2 separate regions of the Mus musculus genome follow, and region 2 is linked to region 1. Evidence: chromatin contacts called from public promoter capture Hi-C data. All regions are on one chromosome and are shown on one strand. The core of a region is the stretch at or near the end of the contact, and the rest is flanking DNA. Distances in the headings are between cores, read along the strand shown. Region 1 holds the start of Gchfr (GTP cyclohydrolase I feedback regulator). Region 2 holds the start of Itpka (inositol 1,4,5-trisphosphate 3-kinase A).

Region 1 (7,131 bases), core at 2,729-5,228:
CACCATTACTCTTCCTGACGACACATGTGAAAACAGGCTGGTTAGCTCTGCCTGCCTTGAGTAGCAGGCCCCAGGGGAGCCATGCAGCTGCTGAGTGATGTTAGTCTTTCCTCTGAGTAGTCTGCCCTCTGTGGCTCCTCTCTGGTTGTCCTGCAATCCTGGAGCTGCAGATACGGATAGTGCCTGGATCCATCTGCCATTTGTTGTCACAGAAAAAGTTTGATTTGCCTGGATTTGTAAAGAGCATGAAGCAGATAAGGGGCCCAAACCCCCAGCTTGTCATCTTGAAGCAAATCTCTAATGGCAAGAGATGCGAGTGGCTCCTCTGTGCTTTGACCAAAGGGTTGGGATCTGTTTGTCTCCTCTCTTCACCCCCCCCCCTTTTTTTTCCGAGACAGGGTTTCTCTGTGTAGCCCTGGCTGTCCTGGAACTCACTCTGTAGATCAGGCTGGCCTTGAACTCAGAAGTCCACCTGCCTCTGCCTCCCAAGTGCTGAAATTAAAGACGTGTGCCACCACTGTCCGGCTCTCTCTTCCCTTCTTGCACTTAGGTCTCTGACAGCTCTTCTCAGGATCCGTGAACCCACTCGGCGCTTCTCCCGCAATAGTAGGGAGGGTGTGGTGGTTTGAACAAGAATCACCCTACAGGCTCCTATGTTTGAATGCTTGATCCCTAGTTGGTGAAACTGCTTTGGGAAGGGTTAAAAGGTGTGGCCTTGTTGGAGGTGTGTCACTGGGGGTGGGCTTTTTTTAACTTTGAAAAGGCCATGCCAGGCCCAGTGTCTACCTTCTGTGCCTTCTGTGTGTAGATTAGATGTAAGTCCTCAGCTCCTGACCCAGTGTTATGCTGCCTGCCTGCTGCCATGCTCCCTGTCATTTTGGTTATGGGCTTACTCAATGTAGCCCCCATTAAGTGCTTTCTTTTTTAAGTTGTTTGATGGCTCCAGTGAAAATAGCTCTATAGGCTCATATATGTGAATGCTTATAGTTATTAGGGAATGGAACTATCTGAGAAGAATTAGAATAGTAGTTCACAACCTGTAGGTCATGATCCCTGGGGGGGTATCAAATGACCCTTTCACTGGGGTCTCAGATACACTGCATATCAGATACTTACATTATGATTCATAACCGCAGTAAAATTACAATTATGAAGTAGCAACAATAATTTTATGGTTGGGGGTCACCACAACATGAGGGACTGTGTTAAAGGGTCTCAGCATAGGAAGGTTGAGAACTGGATTAGACTGGGAGGTGTGACCTTGGAGGAAATGAGTCACTGGATGTGGGCTTTGAGGTTTCAAAAGTACTACATGCCAAGCCCAGCTTCTCTCTCTCTCTCTCTCTCTCTCTCTCTCTCTCTCTCTCTTTCTCCCCCCCCACTTCTCTCTCTGCTGCTGCCTGCAGATCAGGATATAAAGCTCTCAGCTCCTGCCCCAGCGCCTGTCTGCCTGCCTGCTGCCATTCTCCCCACCATGTCTGTCATGGACTAACCCTCTAACTCTGCTTGGTCATGGTGCCTCTTCACAGCAGTAGAACACTAAGACAGGGTGAGGAAGCAGAAAGGGAAGCAGTAGTATTTGGCCACAGAGATGATGGGAAGGAGCCTGAGGGAAGGGGCCAAGTGCCTTGGCAGCCAGGAGCTCAAAAGAGGACCCAGGTGTCCTGCTCTGTTTCTGGGGCTGGGCTCTGTCACTCAGGCCTTCAAGGTGAAGCTTGTCTTTGTTGATGGGACCCAATTTTGAGCGGGGAGGACAAGGCAAGAACAGTTGGTTTCCAGAGCCCCTGGGAGGGGGTGCCCCAGACGTCCACTAAGGATAAACTGCTTGTGAAGAAAGGCTGGGAAACTCTCTTTGGTGATCTGGGCCCTGTGGGGGCCTGAGGACGAGCAAGCCCTCCAGGGGCTGTTGCCCTCTGGGCTTGATGGCTGTGTGAAGGGAAAAGCAGAAGACCCTGCCAGGGAGAAAAGAAGGTGCGCAAGGATGCCACTACTTACAAGTTGTTTCCCAAGACACTTCTCTTGGAGGCCCCCAGGTGCTGCATCAGCTCCGGATCCGAGTGTTCATCACCCACCATGGTGGGGCCCACCTCCTGCAAGGAAAGCCACGGTAGCTGCTTAGCTGGGTGGCAGGCAGATGTGCACAGTTCCACTTCTCTTCCCCTCCCCCGGCCCCGGGGAAGCTCTAGGTGAAGGGGAGGTGGTAATGAAGGTCAGTTAAGGTGGGACATAACTGAGAGGGGAGCACAGTGGGTCCTCCCTAACTTCCCAAAAGGCTGCCTGTTGCCTCTGAACACTGCCTATCAGTGCTTTCAAGCCAGGTGCCACCAGCCAGGTTTCCTGTGTATTGGCATCACTTGGAGAATGAAGGAAATGAGAACATATGTCCACATACAATTTTGTACACAGGCAGGTAAACCTCCCAAGTTACAACCGACACCAAAATAAGAAACAAACCAACAAGAAAAACATATGTTCCTAGCAGAACTACTCATAATAGCCTAAAGACAGAAAGGACACAAAGCTTGTCAGTTGATGAGCACACAATACAATGTAGCAAGCCATAGCTGGGCGGTGATGGAGCACACCTTTGATGTCAGCATTCGGGAGACAGAGGCAGGTGGATCTCTTGAGTTCAAGGCCAACTTGGTCTACATAGTTCCAGGACAGATGGGCCTACACAGGGAAATCCTGTCTTGAATTTCCGCTCCCCGCCCCCCCCAAAGGAAAAAAACAGACAGAAAGACAGACAGACAGACAGACAGACAACAAAACCTCCATAATTTAAGAGAACCAAGCCAGGTAGGACATGCCTGGTGGGACATGCCTGTAATCCCAGTAATTGGGAAGCAAGGCTAGCCTCCAATACATAACAAACTGAGGCCAGCCTGTGTTACATGAGACCCTGTCACACACATACACAAAACTTGGAAAGAAGGCTAGTGAGATGGCTCAGCATGTAAGAGCACTGACTGCTCTTCCAAAGGTCCTGAGTTCAAATCTCACATGGTAGCTCACAACCACCCACAATGAAATCTGACACCCTCTTCTGGTGCATCTGAATACAGCTACAGTGTACTGATTTATAATAAATAAATCTTTGGGCCTGAGTGACTGGGGTTGACCGGTCAATTCCCAACAACCACATGAAGTCTCATAACCATCTGTACAGCTACAGTATACTCATATACATAAAATAAATAAATAAAACTCTAAAAAACAAAGAAAGAAAACTTGGAAAGAATTTTAAAAAATTATTTGAGGAGGAAGAGAGGTGAATGTGCCCAGCAATCCAGATTTCAACAACTGTACAGGTTTTCATGGCCCTTTGGGTATTGTCAAGACCTCTCCTGTTTCATGCTGAGCCCACTACTCCTGGCTATCCCCTGGGAGCTAGATTTGTACCTACCGCTGGGCATTGGAATAGGATGGGGTAGCGCGCCCAGCTATTTAGCTGTGGGGGTGGGGGGGCACCAGGTATCCTTTGAAAGGGGATTTGAGGAGACTTATAAAGCAGCCAGTACCACCTCCCTCCCATGTCCCCCCCCGAAACTTCACCTAGAGAAGCGTGACCTCAGACCCCCGCGTGGTGCTCTCCAGGCTGCCCGCAGCCCTCTCCACCTCTAACCCGAATTCTCTCTGCATCAGAACGAGCCCTGCCTGGAGGGGGCTACAGGTGAGCCGCTGTGTGCGCAGCTTAGCTTGGCCTTTGGCGTGCGGGCCCTGGCTGCAGCGCTTGTGAAGCGGGTCGTGGGTGTCCCCGCGGAACTCCCTGCCCATCCAGTCGCCTGACCCTGCCTGGTGTCCGCGCCGCGGGGGCGTGGTAGGCCGGTTGCGGGACCATCAGGAAAGTCCCTTAGAGTGGCTGTCGCTGTCACCCACTCCAGGTACTCACCATACGGATCTGAGTGCTGATGAGCAGATAGGGCATGGTGCGTGGCTGGGGCTGCCCGCGACCACAGTCCCGTTACTCCCTGCTCTGTCCGCGGGCGGCGCTTGGCGGCCGTGCGGACACTGCACGAGCCAATCAGGAGCGCGCGCCGCGGTCCCGCCGCCCCAGAGACCTGGAAGCGGGCGTGTCCCCGCGGACTTCACTAGGAGTTGTGGCCATGGCGTACAGGGTGCCTGTCGCCCCTTTGCCCTCTTCCTGCAATACCTCCATGCTCAGGCTCCAAAGTCCGGCGGATGCCAGTCGGTTTCCGCCTGTCCCTAAAACGTAGCAGAGCGAAAACTGCGCTGAGGACTAAAGGGAAGCGGGGACTGCGTGTCCTCACCAGGACGCGTGCCTTGTGAACTTAAGTGCACGAGGCGAGGCGAGACGCGAGTGTCAGGTCCTGGGCAGTCCTGCGTCCTGGGGTCTGTCCTGGGGTCTGTCATTTTCAAGTGTGGCTGCGGGTCTTTGCATGCCTATCTATGGCCCTGCAAATTAAGTCTGTGCATCATCTACACTCTTGGCTGGGTGCCAGTCCTCTGGCTGTAAAGGCGCGGAACCTGTTCCTCCTGCAGGGAGCCTTGGGAGCACGCGCAGATCACAGGGTAACACCTGAGGCATAGAAACGTCGATCCCTAAGCCTGATGCCCAAGAGAGGGCGGCGAGTTCACAACTAGCTGGTCCACGCCCTCATCTAGAAGTAGACAGGTCAACATTCTTCAACCGACTCATTCTGATTGGTTCCCTAAAAAGCAAAGACGAACAAAATAGTTGCCCTGGAAAAGCATATAACCAGTTGCCCTGGAACACGCCCCGCCCCTGGCCTGGAAACCTGACCTTCTTACCTAACTGGTCTGATGTATTTATATGATCCTCTTCCTGTCCGGCACCAGCTCTCGCACCCCAACAATTAGCGAGAGGGATAAGACGCATCTATGTTTAACAAAGAGCTCGTTAAAGAGGCAGAAAGGGACGTGCTGTAATGCAGAGGTAGAGGGCAAAAACTGAGGTTCTAAATTTAACCCTCAGTCCTGGGACGGTGAAAATAAAAGTCTCATCAGGGAACCTATCAAGAACCCCTACAGGGGCTGGGATGATGCTCCGCTGATTCCATGGTTCGCTGAGTTTGATCCTAAGCTCCGTTGTAAGCCGGAACTGAGAGCTGGGATAAAATAAGCTCTTTTTCCCCTAAGATGCTGGGCTTGTTGTGGTGGTGGTTGTTGTTTGTTTTGAGTATTTTATCTCAGCAACAGGAAGGAAGAGAGAGAGAGAGAGAGAGAGAGAGAGAGAGAGAGAGAGAGAGAGAGAGGCAGAGAGAGAGAGAGACAGAGAGAGAGACAGAGAGAGAGACAGAGACAGAGAGACAGAGAGACAGAGACAGAGAGAGACAGAGAGAGACAGAGAGACAGAGAGAGAGAACTGAATCTGTCTCAGAACAATCACAAACCAAAACCTAATAAGGAAACAAAGGAACAAAACAACAAACCCTCACCCCACCCCATAACAAAAAGAACCAATAGGGGAAACAAGATTGGCAGCTAACTTGGCTAGGCACTCCATGGGAGCAGAGATGATCAATAGGCATATAACCAGTTGCCCAAACCTTTAGGAATCCTAGAAATGCAATGTTTTATCATGTGTCTTGTCTCTGTGTGTTCACAGACCTTGTCAAGGCTAACTTCTGAAAGTTATAGACAGTTTTCAGGAGCTGGCTCTCTCCTCCCACTGTGTGGGTTCCAGGGCTCAAACTCAGGTTCTCAGGTTTGGCAGCAAGACCTTAACCAGTGAGCCAGTAAACTTCATCTTTATACCACCAGACACTGCCTTACAGAGAGCAAAAAAAAGAAGGAATGTACAATGTATGAGAATTTCCAGGTGTGTGGTGCATGGCTGTGGTTCCAGCTACTTCAGAGACTGAGGCAGGAGAAGCACTTGAACTTGCAAGCTAAAGACCACTTGGAGGTAACATAGTGAGATTTCATGGGGGTAAGGTGGTGGCTCACATCACTAGCCTTAGTACTCAGAAGACAGGATTGCTTCAAGTTCAAGGCTAGCCTGTGTTGAAGTGTGAAATATTGTCTTAAAAAAGGTCTCCTGCCCCATGGGCCTGGAGAGATGGCTCAGAAGTTAAGAACACTTGGTGCTCTTCCAGGGAGCCCTTATTCAGTTCCCAGCTCTCACATCAAATGGCTCATAACTGCCTCTAACTCCTCCTCTAGGGAAGCCAGTGCCCTCTTCTGGCCTTCACAGGTACCTGCTCACTCACATACACACAAAAAAATAAACCTTAGGGGCTGGAAAGAAGGCTCAGTGGTTAAGAGCACTGACTGCTCTTCCAGAGATCCTAGTTCAATCCCCAGCAACCACATGGCAGCTCACAACCATCTGTAATAGAATTCAATGCTGTCTTCTGGTGTGTCTGAAGACAGCTACAGAGTACTCACATACATAAAATAAATAATTAAAACACAAAACTTACAGGACTTTCCTCCCCACAAAAACATGAAGAAGAAGAAAAGACTCTAAAAACCAAATGTAGGTAAAGTGCTGGCGGTTGGGACTATCTGTCTGCTGAGAGCACTTCTATTCTTCAAAGTTGTGATTGTCACAATCAAGTTTCACCCCTTGTGACAAAAAATAAATCAGCCTGGAGTAATGGACACCTGTAATCTCAGTCCAGCTTTGACTCCCAATGGGTCATGTGTTTCCAGTCACCCACCCAGGAACTCTTTGGATCCACTAATGAAAGACACACACACACACACACACACACACACACACACACACACACACATCAAAGCTGAGCAGTTCTAATCCTCCCCTAGCTACCCCAAGCTCAATCAGGGGAGTGGCCAGTAACCATTTACCTGAATTCTTACCTGACTAGTTGGTTCTCTCTCCTGCAGCTCTAAATCTGATCCATCTCCCACCACATCATAGTGATTCTCTGTCTGTTCCTCTCTCCTGAGTCCTAACCCGCACAAATCAAAGGGTCCCTCCCTGTCTCCCTCTTCCCAACCAGTGGTCACTGGCATCTTTTATTGATCAATCAAAAACCAATTGGGGACAAGGACCATCAGCGTTTGGACTCACAGATTCCCAATGAAAGCGTTAGAAGCAACCCCCAGCATCACAACTGAGACATGAAGATGGAGTTTGAGGGCCGTCTGGGTCCCCTACCTCACCCTGAACATGCTTGATCT
Region 2 (7,656 bases), core at 3,227-5,726, 570 kb before region 1:
TCAGTGAAAGGACTGAAGGCTCAACTGAGGCCTCACAGGAGCCGATTCATTGGACTTGGTAGCACATGGCTGTGTCCTAGCTACGTGGGAGGCTGAAAAAGGAAGATTATGTGAACCCAGAAATTTGAGGCCAGGCTGTGAAACATTGAGATAGGTCTTTAAATATATGATGGTTTGACCAGTTAATATATGATAACAGTATCAACTTGTCCCTGAGCTGACATGAAATAGAGCCATTCCGCACTCTCCTTGGTTTTGTGAGTCTTTTTTTTTTTTTTCCCTGAGGCAGGGTTTCTTTGTATAGCCCTGACTGTCCTGTAGACCAGGTTGGCCTGGAACTCAGAAATTTGCCTGCCTCTGCCTCTCAAGTGCTGGAATTAAAGGCATGCACCACCACTGCCCGGCTTGGTTTTGTGAGTCGCTTTCCTGCCCACTATCTCAGCAGAGCATTCCTGACAGCTCCTGAAATTTCTTATAACAACGTGTAGCGTTCCTTGCCAATAACAGATATGGCCAAACATGGATCCAGTTGATGTAAGCCCCATGGAAGCCAACTCACTGCCAGCTTCGCTCCGAAGAGTGGCTCTTTCTGCAAGGAACAAAACATACTCACAACCAAATAAATCCCAAAAGACTGCTAGATAGTCACTTTGGATTGGTGGGGGGGTGGGTGAAGATTTTGGCTCATAAACAACATCAGGGAAGATATGATCCACCCCTGCCTCAAGGAGAGACTGCTTCCACCAACCACAGGCTGCCTTGACAGTTGGTGCAAAGGTCAAGAAACCAGTGTCCACGATGCTCTGATGACAAACGAGGCCCCTCTGATAATTTCTTTTCCTTCCAGATGAGTGTCTCCATAAGTAGGGACTTGCTGTGTCCTAGCCTTAGACCTCTTCCTTGTCTAAGCTCTGTTCGGAAGCCTTGTGAACATCTGCTCCTTACATCAGCCCGGACAGCCCATTCCCTACCAGACTACATCCTTTGCTGTCTTTAGTTTCCATCGTGTTCTCGGCCTCTATAACAGAGGTTCTCAATCTGTGGGTCGCGACCCCATGTGAGGGACAAACAGTTCTTTCACAGGGGTCATCTGACCATCAGAAAACACTGATATTTACATTATGATTCATAATAGTAGCAAACTTACAGTTATGAAGTAGCAATAAAAATATTATGGTTGGTGGCCACCACACATGAGGAACTTCATTAAAGGGCTGCAGCATTAGGAAGGTTGAGAATCACTGCTCTATAGAGTCACCAATCCTGGTTGACATTTCTGCCAGCCCAACACCCTCCCCATGTTCCAATTGTCCTGTCAAACTAGCACTCCCTGTGGTGATGGTGGGGAGAGCAACCAATTTAAATTTACTAAATGATTTGCACTAAGGTATAAGTGACCCACGACTTCACCTTCCCATGGGCATTTGCTTTTTAAAAAGGAAGTCTGTTAACCTAAATTCTGCTCTATAATTAGTGAAAAATGATGTGTGGGGGTTCTGAGTCCAGGAGGGGACAGCATCCAGGTCTCCTTACCTAGCCTGAGTTATTGAGAGAATAAAACCAGATGAATAAGCATCAAAACACCCTCTCTTCTGCTAGGGTCACTCCCACAAATGTCTGAGGAGACAGCCAAGGCCTTAGAGTCACACCACTTGCCCCTGGAGTAGGCCTCCTGCTTCTCCCTTGGTTGCTCAGTTTTTCTTGTTCTTGAATTTTCCTTCTATCAGAGAAAAGGCCGCTGGAGGGAGCCCAGCCAGCTCTTCATGTCCTGCTCTGAGCAGGCTGTACAAGCGCCTAGGAAGTAAAGGAAAGGTCGTGGAGCCTGGCTAAGACAGGCAGAGCCTTCTAGGGCCTCGAGTCGGGTGTGAGATGCTGGCTGGCTAGGCGGCAGCCCTACAATGCAGGAACCGTCTTTCCCCAGGTGCATCCTTACGGTCAGTGGGACCCGCTCTGCTTCCTGACCGGGGAAGCCCTCAAAGGCCGGCTGAGCGTGTGTGCTGTGGGGCCTGCTGTGAGGCAAAGTCCGCTCCCGGCCCTTCCACGCAGACGCAGGCAGCCTCTGTCAACAGCTCCAGGCTTATCTGCAGCTCCGGAGCTGTTTGCCTTCGGGGAGGCCCCGGCGGGCGGGGGGGTTGGGAAGCCTGGGAGACAACCTGGGAGTTTGAAAGGTCCCTGAGAGGCCATCTGGACCGCTCCTGCAGCCTCCCGGAGGAGACCCAGGGTGGGAAAGGAAGATGATTTGCAGGGAACAGCTAGCTTGGGCTTCTCTTGGATGTCCTGACCCCTGCCGGAGCTACCTACACTGGACCCAGATTTAGACTGCAAGTCCTCCTCCACACAGCCTCTCCCTGAGCAATTAGGGGGTCCTGGCGGGCGGAACAGGGAAGCGGGTGTGCCTGCGCCCTAGCCCGGGTCCTCCCAGCTCTCACCGGTCGCGCCCTTCACAGGGGCCCGCCTCTCCGTGTCAGAGATTAGAGCAGGGGAGTGGCAGATCTACGGTACAGGTTCTTCAGAGGTCCTCCCACTGCTCACAAGTCACAGTATTGGGGAAGCCTCGGCCTCGGCGACATTCGCCTCAGTACCTAGTCTAGAGTCGCCCCAAGAACGACCACCGTACCGGATCGTACGGTGTCAGGACGAAAGGCACAGAGGACTCGTGACTGAGCCCCCGCACCTACACCTGATGACGGGAAGTGGGGGGACGACATCCTTGCTGTGAGTCCCCCACCCTCTTTTCTCTTTTGTATTGCAAGTCTCTGAGTCACAGTGCCACTTCGAGTCGTTACACTGCCTCCCTCGGTCCAATCCTAGTGTGCAGGGATGCCAGGTTCCAGAAGGCCCAGGCCACACCTCGGCGCTCTTCTCAAGGTGTCTAGGCAACCTGGGCGCGCGTCTTACTCTCGAAGTCGCCAGGACGCGGCCTTCAGGGCAGAGCGGGGCGTTCCCGGTTTTTTTCTCTCTCTCTTTCCACTCGAGGAACGCTTGCGTAAAATGCATCTAGAGCAACGCTGCACAGTCCACAGGCAGTTAGTTTAGTTATCTGGCCATGGTTAAAACAAGGGAGATTACTGACACAAGAGGATCGCAGGTTCAAGGCCCGAATAGGCTATAGACTGTGTTTCACTGTAACTTGGCAATTTAGTGTCAAGAAAAGAGGGCTAGGATGTAGCTCAGTGGTGGTTGTGCTTGCCTACTGTGTTTGAGGCCCTGAGTTCAACCTCCAGTCAAGGAGGGCCATACCACGAATAATGACTTCACCTCACACTGGCTGGTGATAGCTGCCGGTTAAATTGGCCCGGGAACATTCACATTGCCATACAGAGACTAGCAAGCTCTTGTCAGCCTCAGTTTACCTTTCCCAGGACACTTAGGAGCAGTAGGCCAGGGCGAGGAGGGGGGACGCAGCAGGTGGATCTTGGTTCCGCTCGGTTCTAGCCCTGCGCCCCTCCCTTCCCGCATCCACGCCTCGTGCGCGCGCGGGGAGCAGACGGCAGCGGCTCCGGAGCAGAGCCAGGAGCTCCGCTCCACTCCCACTCAAGAGAGGGAAACCGTGGCAACGGCGGGGGTGGGGCCGCGGCACCGAGAGGGGGAGGAGAGGGAAAAGCTCACGCGCCCCTTTTTCTCTCAGGGCTCCCGGGGCAAGGCTACCCCGCTCTGATCTCTCCAGCCCTACCTGACAGTTACCCAGGTACGCCAGCCGACCCGCCGGCTCCCGCTCCGTGGGTCGCGTACTCCTCAACCTCCTTTAGACGCCCAGGCACTCAGTTACCATCGCCTGCCTAGCCCCCGAAAAAGAACCAAGGCGAGAGGTCGTCCTGGGCTCCCTCTCCGCCCCCATGCCCCCTGTCCCCCGCTTGGGCTCTCGGCGGGGAACGCAAGCCGGTCAGAGCAGAGCAGAGAGCGGAGTCCCCGGCGCGCAGCCCCCGCTGGCCCCGCCCCCGCGGCCCGTACCTGCCCCACGTCCTCGCTGGTTTCCAGCTGCACGTTGCCGCGGCTCCTGCTCTCACTGTCGCTCAGCAGATCGTCCTCCGAGTCCTCGAGCAGCGACGAGGAGCCGGTGGAGGAGAGGGACGAGGTGGAGAGGCGGCGTGGCTGCTGCAGGTGCGACCCCGCAGCTGGGAGCCAGTTCCCCTCCTGGTCTGGCGGCCCTGGGCTGGCCGGGGTCACATCCTCCTCGCTTGTCACAGTGAGCTGAGGGATCACCGGGGCAGGGGCAGCACGCGGGAGCCCGTTGGGCACTTGTCCCCCACGCCGCTTGGCCCCGCGGGCCCGGGGCTCCCCTGCGGCTGCTGCAGCGGCGACTGCGGCGCAGCGCGCTTCGAAGAGCAGGCGCAGCTCCCCGACGCTCCGGCGCGGAGCCCTCTCCAGCCCGGGGCTGCAGGGCCCCGCGCCCCGTGGCCGCGCCATGCCCGTCGGGCGCCCGGGCAGGGTCATCTCCCGGCACCGGAGCCGCAGCCGAGCCCACCAGCCCGCGGCGCGGCGGGGACTGTAGACGCTCAGCGCCCCGGGCTTGGGACTGCCCCGGGGCGGAGCCTCGGCAACGCCCGCCCGGCCGCGCCCCGCCCCGGCCGCGCCCCCCGCCCACTCCTTTCACTTTCTGAGAAAGCGCGGGCCTCCGGGGGCCCTCGCTGCTGCAGGAGGCTTGCAGTGTCCCGAGTGTAACGTGGAAGTCCCAGGTCCGGCCCCCGCCTTATCTCTAGACCTGCCCTCAAGGTGGCAGAAGGGACCTGCCCCGCACCTGAGCCCAGTGCCCTCCCGCGGCTTTTGAGGGATTCCTTCAATGGGAACCAGAGGTCTTAATCTGCACAGGAAGAAGCTGTGCCCATTCTTTCACTCGCTTCCTCGGGCTCCTTTCCGTGTTCCAACCTTCCTGGTCAAAGTCTTTTGAGTCTCTGGGGCTTTTCTCTGGCCTGGGCCCCTTAATTCGGAGTTCAAGGCCGTCAGCCACCCAAGGAAGCCACACCTCAAGGAGTGTGCCCAACTAGAGTCTGTGGCCAGGGTCGAGCTGAGACTGCTCCCCACCCCCACCCCTCGAAGCTCTCCACTTCCCAGCGGGCAGAGAACAAGGTCAAGAGGCGGAGTCTGACTCTCTCCAAGTATCACAGCCGGTGGTGGCCTGCATTTCCACCGCCCCTCTCCAGCCCCCCACTAGCTGTTTCTTCTCCTCCTCCCCCTCCTGCCCCTTTGGAGCTTTGTGGTTTCAAAAGGAGTCCTTTCGCCTCTCTGAACTGCTGAATCTCCTTCGTCGCGGAGCTGCAGGGTTGCTCTGAGAGTAAAATTTTAGAGATGGGTGTTGAGTGCGTAGCTCAGCGGTAGAGCACTTGCGTAGTACGCGACTAGAACTGGATTCCATGCCCAGCATGAAAGGAACGAAAAAGTCTTGGTGCTCCAAAAATGCGAGTGTTTTTTAGTGTTGTAATAGACAGCCAGTGTCTCGGGCCACCCTATCTTGGCTCACTCCTTCTATCCATCTCCCTATCTGTAAACAGAAGAAAAACTTCACACGGCCTAGAGTTATGGCTGCATACTGAAAAGAGAACACCGATGTAGAAGTTCAGACACTGGAAATCCTTCTTGTCATCTCTGAATGGGTCTCTGGCCTCTGCTTGCAGGTGCTCAGCTGAACTTCAAGGCTACTGTGAGCAGAAGCCAGACTTGTCTGCCTTCCCCTAAAAGAATTGAGGGTCCTGTCATGGAACACCTAGAACAACAACCCTGGGATTGCTGGGGCAAGCCCAGGGTTAAGTATGAGACTTGCCTTTTCTCTCTTCAGCCAGAAGTTAAGAGGGAGGAGGAGAACCTTTCGCAAAGAGAGAAGATCTCTAGATGACTGACTGATAAAGGGAGAAGTTGGGGGGGGGTGTTTCCAGGGGCGGTGGCTGCTTGTAGCCATGGGATCTCCAACTGCATGCCAGAGTAATGGGGAGGCTTTGACAGCCCAGGTCATCACAGTGCCTGCAGCTGCCACTCAGCTTCTGTATAGATTTTGGAATTAAAAAAAAAAAAAAAAAAGGAGGAGGAGGAGGAGGTGTGTGGGAGGAATGAAAGCAAAAGAGAAAGGAAACCACAGTCTGAACACTTGCTTCCTCCTTGGAGAAGTGAAGAAACAGCATGGACTCCTGGAAACGTTTTCTGGGGCAGAGGTGTGCATGTCTGAGTGTTTGAGCCCAGAGCTATGCCAGCTTGTAGCAGGGAATCTCAGAGGGTAGACTGGGACCTGACAGAGGAAAATAGGAAGAGGGAGGAGGGAGCATGTTACTGGGTACCTGTGTGCCAGGCAGTGTGTGGACAATGCTGGACTAGTAGGCTGAAGGTCTAGCCTAGCAGCTGAGAGAAATCCCAGAACAATTATTTTTCTTGTATCACGTCCTCACCCAAGTTTAGCAGGAACCAAAGAATGTTGCTGTGGGCCACAGAGAATGTCTATGCTACCTTCTATTAGGCAGAAGGAGAAGGATCAGGGATTCAAGCCATCCATCCATAGTTATAAGCTGGCCAGCCTGGGCTACATGAAACCGTTTCTCAACAATAACAACAGTATGTGCTGTCTAGGTGGATTTTGTTAGATGAATAAGGACAGGCAGAAAACAGAGGGAACTTCCATACTGAGGCAAGGCCTGGATAGGTCATAATAAACTAATAAATAGTAAGCCTCCAAGTCTAGTAATCCTCCTGCCTCAGCCTCCCAATACCAGGGCCTCAGATGTAAGCTAACATACCCAGCTTCCTCCACTTCTTGTTGCTTGAGTAGAAGGGATGTGAAGGAAATCAGTTTATGGAGTGTGTGGGGTGGTGGCCTCCTGTGTGCTGAGAAACAAAAGGTCTGGAAGGGAACAAGGGGCATAGAGCTGGGGCATAGAGGACTATGTCAAGGTTTTGGGGGGTCCTTGAGGGATTGTTCTGAGCTAGGCCACCGAGTCATTCTGCTTTGGCCACAGACCAGCTAACTGTCATAGGAAACAAAGTATCTGGTTTTTGAGACAGAGTCCAGATATGTGGCCTAGGCTGACTTTCTTTTTTCTTTTAAAGATTTATTTATTTATTTATTTTATGTAAGTACAAAGTAGCTGTTTTCAGACACACCAGGAGAGGCCATCTGATCTCATTTTAGATGGTTGTGAGCCACCATGTGGTTGCTGGGGATTGAACTCAGGACCTCTGGAAGAGCAGTCTTAACCATTCTTAACCACTGAGCCATCTTGACAGCCCTGGCTGACTTTCAACCTCCTGAGCGCTGGGCTCACAATCATGTGCCACCACAACCAGCTTTCAACCTGTTTTCTTGAGGCATCTCATGGGTTAGTCCTCCTATACCTTCAAATACTAAGGTGCCTGAGTCCTTTCCCTGTTGCTTAGCCACCTGGACTCAGTATGTGTGAGGGTTATGTCTCTCCTGGAGGTCAACAGCCATGGGACAAAAATATAGGGAAGGAGAGGCCTGGAAATAGAAAGAGCAAAGTAAGGGGTGCATGCGTGTGTGTGTGTGTGTGTGTGTGTGTGTGTGTGTGTGTGTGTGTGTGTGTGTGTGTGCACCTGCTTGTGTGTTTGTGCATGTGAATGTGTGTCTGTGTCTGTGTGTATGCATTAGTGCATGTGTGCACATGCATGTGTGCATGTGAGTGTGTGTGCTTGTACATTTGTGTTCGTGTGTGCATG

Evidence for each region. Promoter capture Hi-C pulls out the DNA fragments that hold promoters and counts their contacts.
Region 2: a promoter capture Hi-C map of neutrophils shows a contact between it and region 1, with 4 times the contacts expected there. The contact joins the promoter of Itpka here to the promoter of Gchfr in region 1. A contact is called at or near these places in 2 of 39 promoter capture datasets (hippocampal neurons and neutrophils), 1 of 484 Hi-C or Micro-C datasets (embryonic stem cells) and 1 of 115 datasets of contacts at active chromatin or transcription factors (pancreatic cancer cells).

Annotation. Positions count from the first base shown.
Region 1 is chr2:119,164,635-119,171,765 of GRCm38.p6, reverse strand. It overlaps Gchfr (GTP cyclohydrolase I feedback regulator), which reads right to left and starts at 3,978. Exons shown (of 3, transcript NM_177157.4): 1 at 3,893-3,978; 2 at 1,996-2,090. The coding sequence starts at 3,928.
Region 2 is chr2:119,739,157-119,746,812 of GRCm38.p6, reverse strand. It overlaps Itpka (inositol 1,4,5-trisphosphate 3-kinase A), which reads right to left and starts at 4,476. Exons shown (of 7, transcript NM_146125.2): 1 at 3,952-4,476. The coding sequence starts at 4,434. Gm25857 (a small nucleolar RNA gene) reads left to right here and starts at 5,857; the gene lies at 5,857-5,985.